Regions from separate parts of the Mus musculus genome. Here region 1 is linked to region 2. Evidence: chromatin contacts called from public promoter capture Hi-C data. All regions are on one chromosome and are shown on one strand. Each heading gives the region's core, a stretch centred on a gene start, on an enhancer-like site or on the middle of the called end of the contact. The rest is flanking DNA. Distances are from core to core; before and after follow the strand shown.

Evidence for each region. Promoter capture Hi-C pulls out the DNA fragments that hold promoters and counts their contacts.
Region 1: a promoter capture Hi-C map of embryonic stem cells shows a contact between it and region 2, with 3 times the contacts expected there. The contact joins the promoter of Lrrc63 here to the promoter of Itm2b in region 2. A contact is called at or near these places in 2 of 39 promoter capture datasets (embryonic stem cells and hippocampal neurons) and 1 of 115 datasets of contacts at active chromatin or transcription factors (astrocytes).

What each region holds. Positions count from the first base shown.
Region 1 is chr14:75,129,080-75,134,827 of GRCm38.p6, reverse strand. It overlaps Lrrc63 (leucine rich repeat containing 63), which reads left to right and starts at 3,945. Exons shown (of 10, transcript NM_027581.1): 1 at 3,945-4,057; 2 at 5,194-5,363. The coding sequence starts at 5,240. It also overlaps a transcript of Lcp1 not described here.
Region 2 is chr14:73,383,030-73,389,231 of GRCm38.p6, reverse strand. Itm2b (integral membrane protein 2B) reads left to right here and starts at 3,943. Exons shown (of 6, transcript NM_008410.3): 1 at 3,943-4,222. The coding sequence starts at 4,106.

The DNA of each region.
Region 1 (5,748 bases), core at 2,696-5,195, 1.7 Mb before region 2:
AATATGATGTTTATACTAGAATTCTCAAGGGCCCTGCACAACAGGGCCTCCCATGTAGAAAGTAATAAACCTGGCTCACACATAAGAGCAAAGCATGTCATGAATCAGACATGTCATAGTTAAGAGCACACAGGACAGTGACCTTTGTCAACATAACTGTCAAGACCTGGGTAAAATATTAAGGCCTAGATGTAATGTTTAGGCCTATATAAAATGTTAAGACCTATAAGGAAACGTTCTAATGTTGGCACCCAACCTCACAAACCACTCAAACACTAATCTCAACCAGATCGGGAGAGTTGATTGAGCGTATACCCCAGGACTGATCCAGCAGGACCTTAGTCCAGATTTGGGAACTGAACCTTGACCCTTAGTTAAGATCCTACAGGGGTTTTAAGCCCCAAATCCATAAACATCTGTGCCAAGTTATTCCACCAATCAGGATTTAGGGATAGGAGATTCCGTTAGGAACATGTCTTTGTTGTACATTGTCTAAAACATGATTACTTCTATTGGTTAGGGTATTCAACTGTGGCAGGGGATTTGTGTAGCCTTCAGGTCTTAACTTGTCTACACCAGGATAGGACTTGTGTTGTTTAACCTTCATCTCTTAACTTGTTCTTACCTAGGTCCTAACAATAACATCAAGAAAAGAAGTATTATTTAAATTTCTGGTGTAAATATTTCTGATGTCATCTAGTGGTACAATATATAGCCCACAATGAAAAATGATCACTACAGCTAAGAAAGTCAAATTCTCCCTGAGTTTTGGGAAAGAACGTGTAAGCCACACTACTCTGTCCAAACAACATAATATAAAACTGGAGAAAGAAAGAAGAAAGGAATATTGGTTCAAGTAAGTAGATAAAGTTCTGGGAGTAATCTAAGCCTTCATTTATGTAATCGAAGTGATAAGGCCTCAAAGTAATATTTAATTACTAAGATTGAGGTTTAATACCTAGCAAGGTGATGTACACAGAACAGGCACTCTGATGTATCATTCCAGAACAAATGGCTGAATTCATAGACATAACGTTAAGGGCACGTAGGCATTGTTCTTTCATACACTTGAACAGTTTTTTAAACTCCGCCATGTAGAGCCCATGACATTTCCTGGTTGGCAATGTTTTCCTTTTGATTTGAATCCCAGGAAATCTAACTCAAACAAAGGAAAGGAAGTACCATCCACCTTGAGAGAGAAAAGAAAACAAAGGCCCCCAAATAGTGTAGAGCAGAAGGAAAGCTCTGGTTTCCGCGCAGAGACACAGGGAGAAGAGGAATCTCTAGCAACTGCTTCTACCAAAAGGTTTTATTCCCATCCGAGAAATTACAAACCTGTTCTCCACTAAAGCGTGAGAACACTAGACATAAATATGTCTTTAAAGCCACACAGTGGTGACTGGAGGAGAATACAGACACTCTCTCTCAGTATGCACAACTAATATCAACAGTTGTAAACTCAGGCCAAGAAAAAAAATGCTTTTTCTCAAAAGCATCTCAGTGCCCTGAGGACTCAATAGAGAATCAATATGCACTCAAAGGTAACTATTCATTCTTTATAGGATCCTCTAAAAGTAACTCAAGCAAAAGAATACAAATATCTCCGGTTATTTTCACACAGTAAGATGCTAGCTTAGACCTAGACTGTCCAAAGCATTTAGCAAACTTCTGTCCTGTTTGTAAGGAAAACCAAACAAACAAAACAAGTTCTATGCAAGACAATGAAGATGCCAGCACACATTTTACATCATCTGACAGTGGCATCCTTTTACCAAAGGCAAATCTGAGGTCCTCTGAGCCTGCTCCATCCTTAGGACAGTCAATAGCATTATCTGCTGGGTGCTCACATCTCTGTTTTTGCATGAGGCCTTTATCTTATTTTAGCAACAACAACAACAAAAATGATGCAGGATGCCTATAACCTTGATGCTCACTGTGAACTTAAGCCACTTTTGCACAAGCCACTAACAGAACAAAAGCAGTGTGGTTCATTCTGGCTTGCAGTGCTTCTGCCAAATGGCAGATCTGAGGGGACACTTAAACTGGTACCGAACTGTACACCAGGTGAAATAGAACCTTAAAGCCAAAGCGGGAACACCCTCCCTTCCAAGAGATAAACAGGATGAAGGAAGACAAGGAGGAGGAGGAGGAGGAAGGAAGGAAGGAAGGAAGGAAGGAAGGAAGGAAGGAAGGAAGGAGAAGGTGAGGTAGCCGTACTTTCAAAAATAACAAATTAAATACAAGAAGTGCTAAAGTAATCAGAACTGAGTGGAATGTAGGCTTTCACAATTTTATCCCATGCTTCTGTCATTCCCATGGAAAATGTGTAAGGTATGGTAGAATAGCTGACATGGGCGTAGAAGACTTATCAAACCAGGGATTTAATTTTCATTACTATTTCATTTCTCTAAATGGTTGGAACTATAGTTACAGCAATAGTTATAGAAAACAAAATACTGACAACTGCTGAGGTTACATATTAAACTGCCCTGGGTCTGGCATGGTAGTTGCCAAAAGAAACCTGCAAAGAATGACAAAGCATTTTTTTTTAATTAACAAATGCACTTGCCTTGATTTTTGACTATGCAAAGCTAAGCATACATTTGAAACACATCTGTCATTGAAACTGAATTCCAGTAGGTCTCAGCTTTTAAGAATAGACTGCCCACACCTTTATCCTTAAGAATAGAAACATTTCTGCTGTTTACAAAATAATGAACAATATACATTACTTGAGACAAACGTGGCCACCAGATTTGCCTTTCTGTCTGCTTCCTGTCTTTCAGGGAAACCAAGCAATGTAAAACAAACACAGACGAAAGTGAAATAAAATCCCTGGTTTGGAAAGGGTACCTAGTAAACAACAAAGTAATCTACATAACAAAACCACCAACCAACACACCACAGGACAACAGTTGTACAGCATTACCCAGATTCATCTTTAATTATTTTCCCATTGGTTCAAAATATATGCTTGCTCTTAGGAGAAAAAGGAAGACTTGGTTAGTAAACGAATCTAGAAGTCTCTGATTTCCCAAGGTGCTATTGAAATTCCCACACCCTTATTTAAGAAGAGAAACACTTAAGGGAGGTGACTGGAAGGAAGTGCCCCTTACTTGAATTCTCAGTTGGATTTTCCCGTCTCTGTAATAGGTTCTTTCCAGTTTTCGTTCTCAAATCTCCAGAGAAGCAAGCACATACAGGCAAACAAGCGCGGTATATCTACCACTGAACATGGAGACAGCACCAACACCGGTAATCACAGCCAACCACCGTGACAGTGAGACCTGGGTGTCCTTTTAAAGAGCTTTGGAACCACTCACTGCCTTACAGCTCTCGGTTCCCACACAGTTCCACTTCCACCAAGAACTTTAAAAACAGAAAGACAAACCAGGTTGCACCCAAGAGACAAGAAGGAAAACAGAACGTGCGATTTGGAGACAAGGGTTTTACTGCAAAATGAGTAACGGTGGCCAGCTGCCCAAAAGTGTAGCCGTATTAGAAAATGCCAACCCAGTCTCCAGACACCGGTGTCAAGTCATGGAGAAAAGTAAGTAAATAATAGTGGCCACTGTTTTAAGAGTAAGAATAGTAATAACGATTGTCACCACAGCCTTCCGTACAGCTACACGTGGAGCCACTCCTCCCGGCTCCACCACTTCAGCCTCCGGGCATCCTGCGCTGCCCGCAGCAGAATTAGGGGCCACTGGCCTAAGGTGGCGAAATCAGTGGGTGGATCGAGTGGGCGGGGCAGATGGGCGGGGCTCAATGCCCCGCCCCTAGTTCCCGACGTGCCCAACCCTCGTGCGCCTGCGCTTCTTACCGGGCTAGCTGGGGGGGGGGGGTGTGCGGGTGCGGGGGGGTGGGGAAGTGTTGGGGGGCGGGGACTAGTTGGTGGTCCTTACTATGAGCGTAATTCGGCTGTAGCAGGGCTTGGGGATGCTGCTAAAGGAGCTGCGTCCAGCACAAACATGGAATTAGACCTAACTGGAGACCTCGCTAGACAGTCACTGGCAGCCAGGACTCAGGGATAAAGGAGATGGACGTGGGAAATCTGGTCTGTGTGCTTGAAGGCAGGGTCCGTAGGAGCTGGACACTTGGGGACTGGGGGGTGGTGATGGGGTCTCCCCACCAACTAGAAAAGGAAACTTGTGGCGGGCGGGCACGCGCTACCAGCCGACAAATCAGGAGCGAGCGCTGGCCTGCAGTTACCTTTCGCGGGTAAACCGCTCTTCTGCACCGCACCAGGGTTCCCTGCCTGCCGGGCATTCCGCGGAGCTGCACTGTGCCAGGCACTTTTGAGGTTGCCCTGAAAACAAAGACTTATTTTGGGCGGTGGGGCGTGGGGGGGGGGGCGGAGGACAGCTGGTGTCCTTATTTCCCTATTCTCTGGGATTCCCCGCCATCCTGGAACATCTCATTGTATTAAAAAGCCTGTCTTATTTTGGAGTTGCATAATTATGGACAAATTAAGTCAGCTGAGAGTTAAAACAAGCCATCGCCATACAAGAAAACCGTTTGTGTATGGTTAGATACTGTGGGATTTCAGAGGCCTTTACCTTCTTTTTTTTTTTTTTTTCCAAAATCCCTTCTAAGTCTATACTGATAATATTTGGGAGGTAGTGAATGAAATGCCAATGCCTATATTGCAGGGAGAGAGGTCACCATTTACTGACTGAAAATAGCGTTGGCTGGTTGAATTTCATACTCACACGGGAAATGTTAGCAAGGTCTAGATTAATAATAGAATATGTTTTATCTATATTAATTATTAATCTAAATTTTTAAAAGAAACCACCCTTCCCCGTGTAGCCCAGGCTGACCCTCCTGTCTCAGGCTTTCAAGTGTTGGGCTTACAAATGTATTTCCCAACTTCTAATTTTAAGCAAATTGGAAAGCAGGGGGATTTGGCTCAGTGATATGGCCTTGCATGAGACCAGAGTTTCAATATCCAGTACAGAAAGAAAACGTTAAACTTTTTGAATGCCTCTCTGTCTTTCTTAAGCTCCATGCTTAAGCCTGTATTAAAAATATGCCATTTTAAAAGTACTTCAAAAATAAATTTTAAATGATTTTTTTTACTCTTTCCCCCCCCCCCCTCCTTACAATGCTAGCCTGCTTAAACTCAGTATCATAGCAACTCAGAATGGTTTCCGTAAGGATATTTTCTAAGTGATAACCACTTCTTTTCAGTAACGATTCGTTCTCAGGAAGTTCAGTTCTCACTTAACCAGCAGCTATGAAAAAGAGCATTTATCGCTCACTCAAAACCCAGCAGCATCCACTACTTCTGCGAAGACCCTTACCTCCAAAGCTCCCTAAAGTACCTTTATTAAAAAAGAAAGTTCGTATAGTACATACAGGTATGTACAGATATGTGTATTAACCTTGGTGTGTTTTTTTTCCATAGAAATCCCTTGCTTTACTTAATTTACAATCTCAGTAAAGACAGTTACTAATAGCCATACGGAAAAATGTTTATCATAAGGTGACAACAACCAAGAATCAGTTCTATAGGTGTGCTCATTGATTGATCCTCATTCGTGGACTTGTCAAATATGAGTTTACTTACTGCTAAAATCCCCAAATCAATAGTTCTTCTGTTCATGGGAACGTGTGTTTAGATAAGCGAAAATACAAGTTCCACAACACGCATGAACCCAGTACACACCTGGATGACGCAGGATTGACTCTGCCTTCCTGTTTCAGCTCCTGTAATATAAACACGTGTTCCTTTCCTGGTCTACT
Region 2 (6,202 bases), core at 2,694-5,193:
CTTGGGGCGTGAGGGCAGGTGCCAAGAACACTTTTCAAAGGGCATATTCAGTGATGTTGTTTCAGCAAGGCCTCTGTGTTTGCAAAAGATGCTTCCTAATCGCTCTGCTCAACTTCAAAGCCTCTCAGAAGAGGGAATTGCTGTCTTGAGGGAAAAAAAAGAAAAAGAAAAAAAAAAAAAAAAAAAACAGAGGGAAAGGGAATGGGAAGAACTTCTAAAAGCAACAGCAGCAAAACAGCCCAAGCATATCGCACAGATCTAAGTGAACGAGGAGGCTAGAATGTAGCTCCCTACGTTAGCCTCCTTCCCAGAAAGAGCAAGCTTGGATCCTGGTGAAGTGTAAAGTGAGTCTCACTTTAAAAGCAGATTCACACGAGAAAGGAAAACAAAGGCCTTCTGGGGCTGGCCCTTTACATGTGGTAGTCAGTGGCAACTTAGCTCTGTGTTTTTAGCTTTGTGTTGAGTCATGCGCTCTCCTCCTCCACCGCCCCTTAGTTTACAGGGTCAACAAGCCAACTTTCTAAATCACGGGACTGGGATTGCTGTATTTGGTCTCAAGCCAGCTTCTTTATTATCTGTGTTGTTATGCACTACATAGCTCTGTAGACACACCAGACCAAACCAGAGAAGCAAAAACCCAGCGATTATTCCCAGACCGTCAGCCAACTGATTTTCAATCCTGTTGCTCACTGCTACCACACAAAATAATGGTCTTTTTTCACATGCCTTTATAAAATAAAAGTCCTAGGGCAGAGGAAAAATTCTGGTTTGTCTACCTCGCTGACTCTCCCTTTGCCTGGGTTTGCCAAGACTTGTAACAAATGGTATTGTTCAGAAAGGACTGTCTTCTCTTAGGCTACCTACTGTCAAATGCTTTGAGGACTTTTCTCTCATTTCATCCTAACATTGAGCTACGAATGCGTTCTGGCTTCGTTTCTAGTGTTGTGATGAATACTCTGACCAAAAGCCACTTAGGGAAGATAGCGTTTACTTGGCTTACAATCCAGGTTACCAATCCATCAAGTCAAGGCAGAAACTTAAAGTTCCTAGTCACATAGCATTCACAGTCAAGAGCAGAGAGAAACAAACCCATGTGAGCTGCTTGCTTCTTTCTGCTCAGCTAGTCTTCGTTGCTATACAGGTCAGGAAAATGCCTAGGGAATGGTGCTGCCCACAGTAGGCTGGGTCCATTCAAATCAATTAATGAGTAAGACAATCCCCCACCGATAAACCTGATCTAGATAATTCCCAGCTGATTCTAGGTCACGTCAAGTTAACAGGCATAATTAACCAGCACAGAAGGTTTGAATAAAACTTTAAAGGGGCATTGAGGTGGCTCAGAGGGTGGTGGCACTTACTGCAAAGCCTGGTATTCAATCCGAGATCCTACGTGGTAGAAAGAGAGAACTAATTCCTGTAAATTATCCTCTGACCTCCACACATGCATCATGGCACACGGATGCCCATCTTCCCACTCACAAATATCTCTCTTTTTTTTTTATTAGGTTTTTTTTGTTAGATATTTTCTTTATTAACATTTCAAATGTTATCCCCTTTCCTGGTTTCCCCTCCGAAGACCTCTTATCCCATCCCTCCTCCTCCTGCTCACCAACCCACCCACTCCTGCTTCCCTGACCTGGCATTCCCCTACACTGGGGCGTGTAACCTTCACAGGACCAAGAGCCTCTGCTCCCATTGATGTCCGACAAGGCCATATAAACATCTCTTTTAAAAAGTTGTATGAAGACCTTGTTTTAAGCTCCTGCAAGAGGTTCTAAAAATCAAAATGGAGGGAAGGTCATTGTCACCATGGAAATGATTTGTCCTTGAGAAATTAGGATTGAAGATACAACAGTTTCAACTTCTCCAACAGGTTTGCTCTAACTGTCGTGCTAATGAACTCTCCCCCCTTTAACCCTTAAAAAGACAGAGGTTACACTTACAAGGCAAGCTCCTAAGGAGATCAGACCTAGCCTTGAGTTAAGAAGCTCTTATACCTAGCAGGGGAGTCCCCACCTACCCCACTCCCACCCCACCCCCATCATTGTGGTCCTAAACAGTACCTGAATCCTCCATGATCTTTGTTGTGTCTGATATGTTGAGCTAAATCACATGATGCAAAACTTTTAACCAGACCCTCCAAAACTTAGAGAAGTCTGCTATTTCCTTTGCTCTGGGATGGCTTAAAAACCTCCTCAGAAGAGGCTCCTCTGGTTGCTCCCCACCATCCCTCTCAAGGCAGCTCAACCTTCTCTTATTTTTTTACTCTCACCATTGAGGAAGTGTCTCTCCTGGTTTTAAAGGGGAAGTTTTCTTCCCCGTAAGGGTCTGGGTTTTTTGTTTTGTTTTTAATATACCATACTATTTGATGCCTATTAAAACTCATCTGTAGTAGGAATAACCTCTTTCAGGACCGACCAACTCATACATCTACTCTATTGACTCAACTATCAGCAGTTGTTTATCTGACACTGTGTGACCTTAGTACTAACCAGTGAGCTATGGTTCCGCTGTTCTGCTTTCTTGTCTTGGCTTCCAGTGTGACTCTGGAATGACAATCTGCTTTCCTCTGCTTACTTTTTTTTTCTCTATTTATAAAACCATCCACCCCCTCACCTTCTCTTTCATGAAACGGAGTCCTACTCAGTCCCAGAGGCAAAAATAGAAATATGGGAATGGAGAGACGGCTCGGCAGTTAAAAGCATTTGTTGCTCTTCCAGAAGACCCAAGGCTTGGTTCCCAGCAACCGCATGGCGGTTCTCAACCATTTGTAACCCCAGTTCCACGGGACTTGACTCATTTTTCTGACTTCCTTAGGCACAGGTACATGTAGGCAAAAAAAAAAAAAAAAAAAAAAAAAAAAAATCATAGGCATAAAAATTAAATATTTAAAAATAAAAAGAAATAAAGATAATTCCCTCCTTGAATAGAGCCAGGGGCTCAAGAACTCTGGTCTCAACTGCTGTCTTCAAGGTTGGCCTAGGCCAGAGCTCACACAGCAGAATCCTTCTGGCCAACAGACACTCCTGTAGGTGGACAAGGAGAGGATATGGAGAAGGCTACAGGATCAGTCATTTGACCAAAGGACCATCTGGAGACATGGCTGTAAACCCAGTGTGTGGGCCAATGTCTTCTGTCAACCAGAAGCAAAAACCTCTTCAAAAAAGGAGAATTTTTTATTTTGAAGAAAAATAAGAACTTGTCCTAAGTACGTTGTCACAAATCACAGATTGGCCTAAGGCAAATATGGTTTTTTGTTTTGTTTTGTTTTGGCTTGCTTATACAAATGAGCTCGGTTGGTACATTTTGTTTTACCAGTTTAGAATTTTAGGAATACAAATGGATGAAGAGGGTTCCTGGTCATTGGCTTGAGATTAGGCTGGGCAGGAACTGACCTCTGAGGGAGGAAGAAAAGACCAGCTTAGTCAACCAGGCAACACCTTAGGGTGAGGTCTGTGGGAGATAAGTCAGATCACCAGGACACTAGGACACAGTGCTTCAAATATTCCTATGCTCTACTAAGTCGCTTACTAATAAATGATTAAACGGAGCTTTTGGGTTTGTTTGTTTGTTTTTCTCACACAAAAATTCCATGGCCTTTGGGCTCACAATCAAAGAGAATTTGGTGCTACCAGAAGTTAACTTATCCTACGTAGCCAACCGACAGAGTTCACCCCATTTTCTTATCAACTTGCAACACTGGGCCCCTGAGGAGAACTAGTTGGAAGCAAATTCAGAACCGGAAAATCCAGGCAGCCCAGAGGGGCAACAAGTCCTAGCTCAACCAGGCGCGCCCTCCACAAAGCCTGGCCAGATTCCCGCTGAGTCCTGGGTGGGGGTGGGGGGAACCAGGGAGGGTCTGGCGTGAAGCCAGGCCCCGCCCCGCTCAAGGCCCCGCCCCTCCGGGCCCCCGCCCTGCGCCCGCGCCCCAGCTGCGAGGCCGGAAACCGCGCTGCACTGAGCCGCTGCTGCTGTCGCGCAGTCCGCTCCTCCGCTGCAGAGTCGTGCCCTGAGCTCGGCCGACAAGGCTGCCTTCGCAGCCGGGATCCTGCCAGCCGCGACCCCAGCCTTCGCCGTCGCCGCCTAGGGCGCCCCAGGCCGCACCATGGTGAAGGTGACGTTCAACTCGGCGCTGGCCCAGAAGGAGGCCAAGAAGGACGAGCCCAAGAGCAGCGAGGAGGCGCTCATCGTCCCTCCGGATGCCGTGGCGGTGGATTGCAAGGTCCTGGCTGGGGTCGCGGGCGGGGTCCCGGCGGCGGGGACGGTTTCCCGGACGGTCCTCCGCTCCCGGGTACCGTGGTGTGTGTGTGTGCAGCGAGCGGGGCGGGGTCCTGGCCCTGGCGACCCCCGAGGGGACAGTTGCACAGGTGTACGAGGTCCCGCGGCTTTGCACTTGGCTTGGTAGCCCGGGAACCTGCAGCGACAGGCACCGCCACCACCGAGTTTGGCACTTTTTTTCCAGTATAAATACTGTGCCTAAAATGGCTGACATCATAACAAGCCTAAACCTCTGTTGTTTCCTACTTTCGTTTCTAGGCTGAACAGCACTTGGACTAAGTCCAGCAACTGTAAGCATCTTCATTTTTTAAAAGCCCTTTTCTTTTACAAACTCCCTTGCCTACAAATGGCCTTCGGTGTTGGCAGGTGAACACCTTGGGGTCTGGAGAGAGAAGACAACAGTATACTGGGAGTAGTTTCTGGCTGGTGATTTTATTATTGTAACAAATATTCCAGGTGAAAGTAATTGCTATTGTGGCTGTTCCCATGTAACCCAACAGTTGACTTTTATCAGCCTCTTTGTGGGTACTTCTGAATAAGTGAAACTGGAACCAAAACATAGGAATTTGCTCCCATCCCTACAAAATAGGTAACCTTTGTGTTACCACATCCCCGGTTAGCACTGAGTGATGCTGTCACTGGATTCAATTTTTAAAAGTGATGTACAGTAATATTCTTTTAAATATAAATATAATTTTTGCCTAAGTTTTCTTTTTGCCTTTTTAGGGCTTCTGACATTTGATACCTATGAATACTAACAGCGGGTGCTGCTTCGTTTTTCACTAACACTTTTTAATACCTATTGTCACTTGGGTAATTTTAGTTTTGACTTAAAATCAGTCGTTTGTGTCCATGGTACAAGTAGTAAGGAGAGTTTTTGTTTTTGTTTGTTTGTTTTTTAATGATCTAATGAAAATTACTGTAAAGAAACAGGCCACTAATACCCTATAAAATTTTTGGATATATAATAGCAGTCTGGGCTGTTTGGACATGTTTTCTGGAAACGTTCCAGCTAAAAGCAAACATCATGTTGATTTTTTTAAATGACTGTCTTCCCCTGAGATGAGAGAGCTGATTCCCTAAAAGGATTAAGGGTTCTGGTTTTAGTATTGTTTTCCTGAACCTAGTACAAACACTCTTGGTCTTGAAAACATGTTTAGAATTCACAGGTAAAAATTGTCATAGCAAATTATCATATCTCTTTTGTCCGGATGCACATTTTAATCTAGAATAGACCCATAGTCAAGCACCCAATCACAACAACTCTATATCTTGTTTGTGGAGACACCTTGAGTCTCCTCAAGCCCAGATAGGCCTTGAACTCTGCCCTTCCTTCATTTTCCTCCCCAAGTACTGGGATTACAGGTGTGCACAGCCATGCCCAGCTTCAAATATACATTCTCACTGATATTATATAGGTATATGGTCTTTAAATTCTAAAACTATAACTCCTCCCACGCTAAGCAAGCATCAATGATGTCATTTCTCTGTTTTTTATTCCAGGGTTGTAAAGGTTTCAAACTCTCAGACAAACGTCAGAATTCACTTTGCAGGGGAGCTTTGAATCAGTCTTGCCATTTATGAAGTAGCAGTCTTATTTTTGAGCTCTTAAGGATTTTTCATATGCTCACCATAATTTAATTTTTATTTCACAGTAACTGTCTATAGCTGTACACTTTGCTTTTATTTCTTAATTTCTCTGATTTCTCTATCCAAAGGAAGATACTTCAATTAAGCAGTGAGGGCTTGTGTTCTTCTATAGCCACACAGAAGTCACAGCTAAATTGGTTTGGTTAATACAGAGAGAGGGAGAGAGAGAATGAATTCTTTTTCCAGCTATAAGCTGGAAGCCTTTTCTCAGTGGGGACAGTATCTCTACAATGGGAGTAGGTGGAATAAAGGAAAAGCCTGCTTGCCTAGCGAG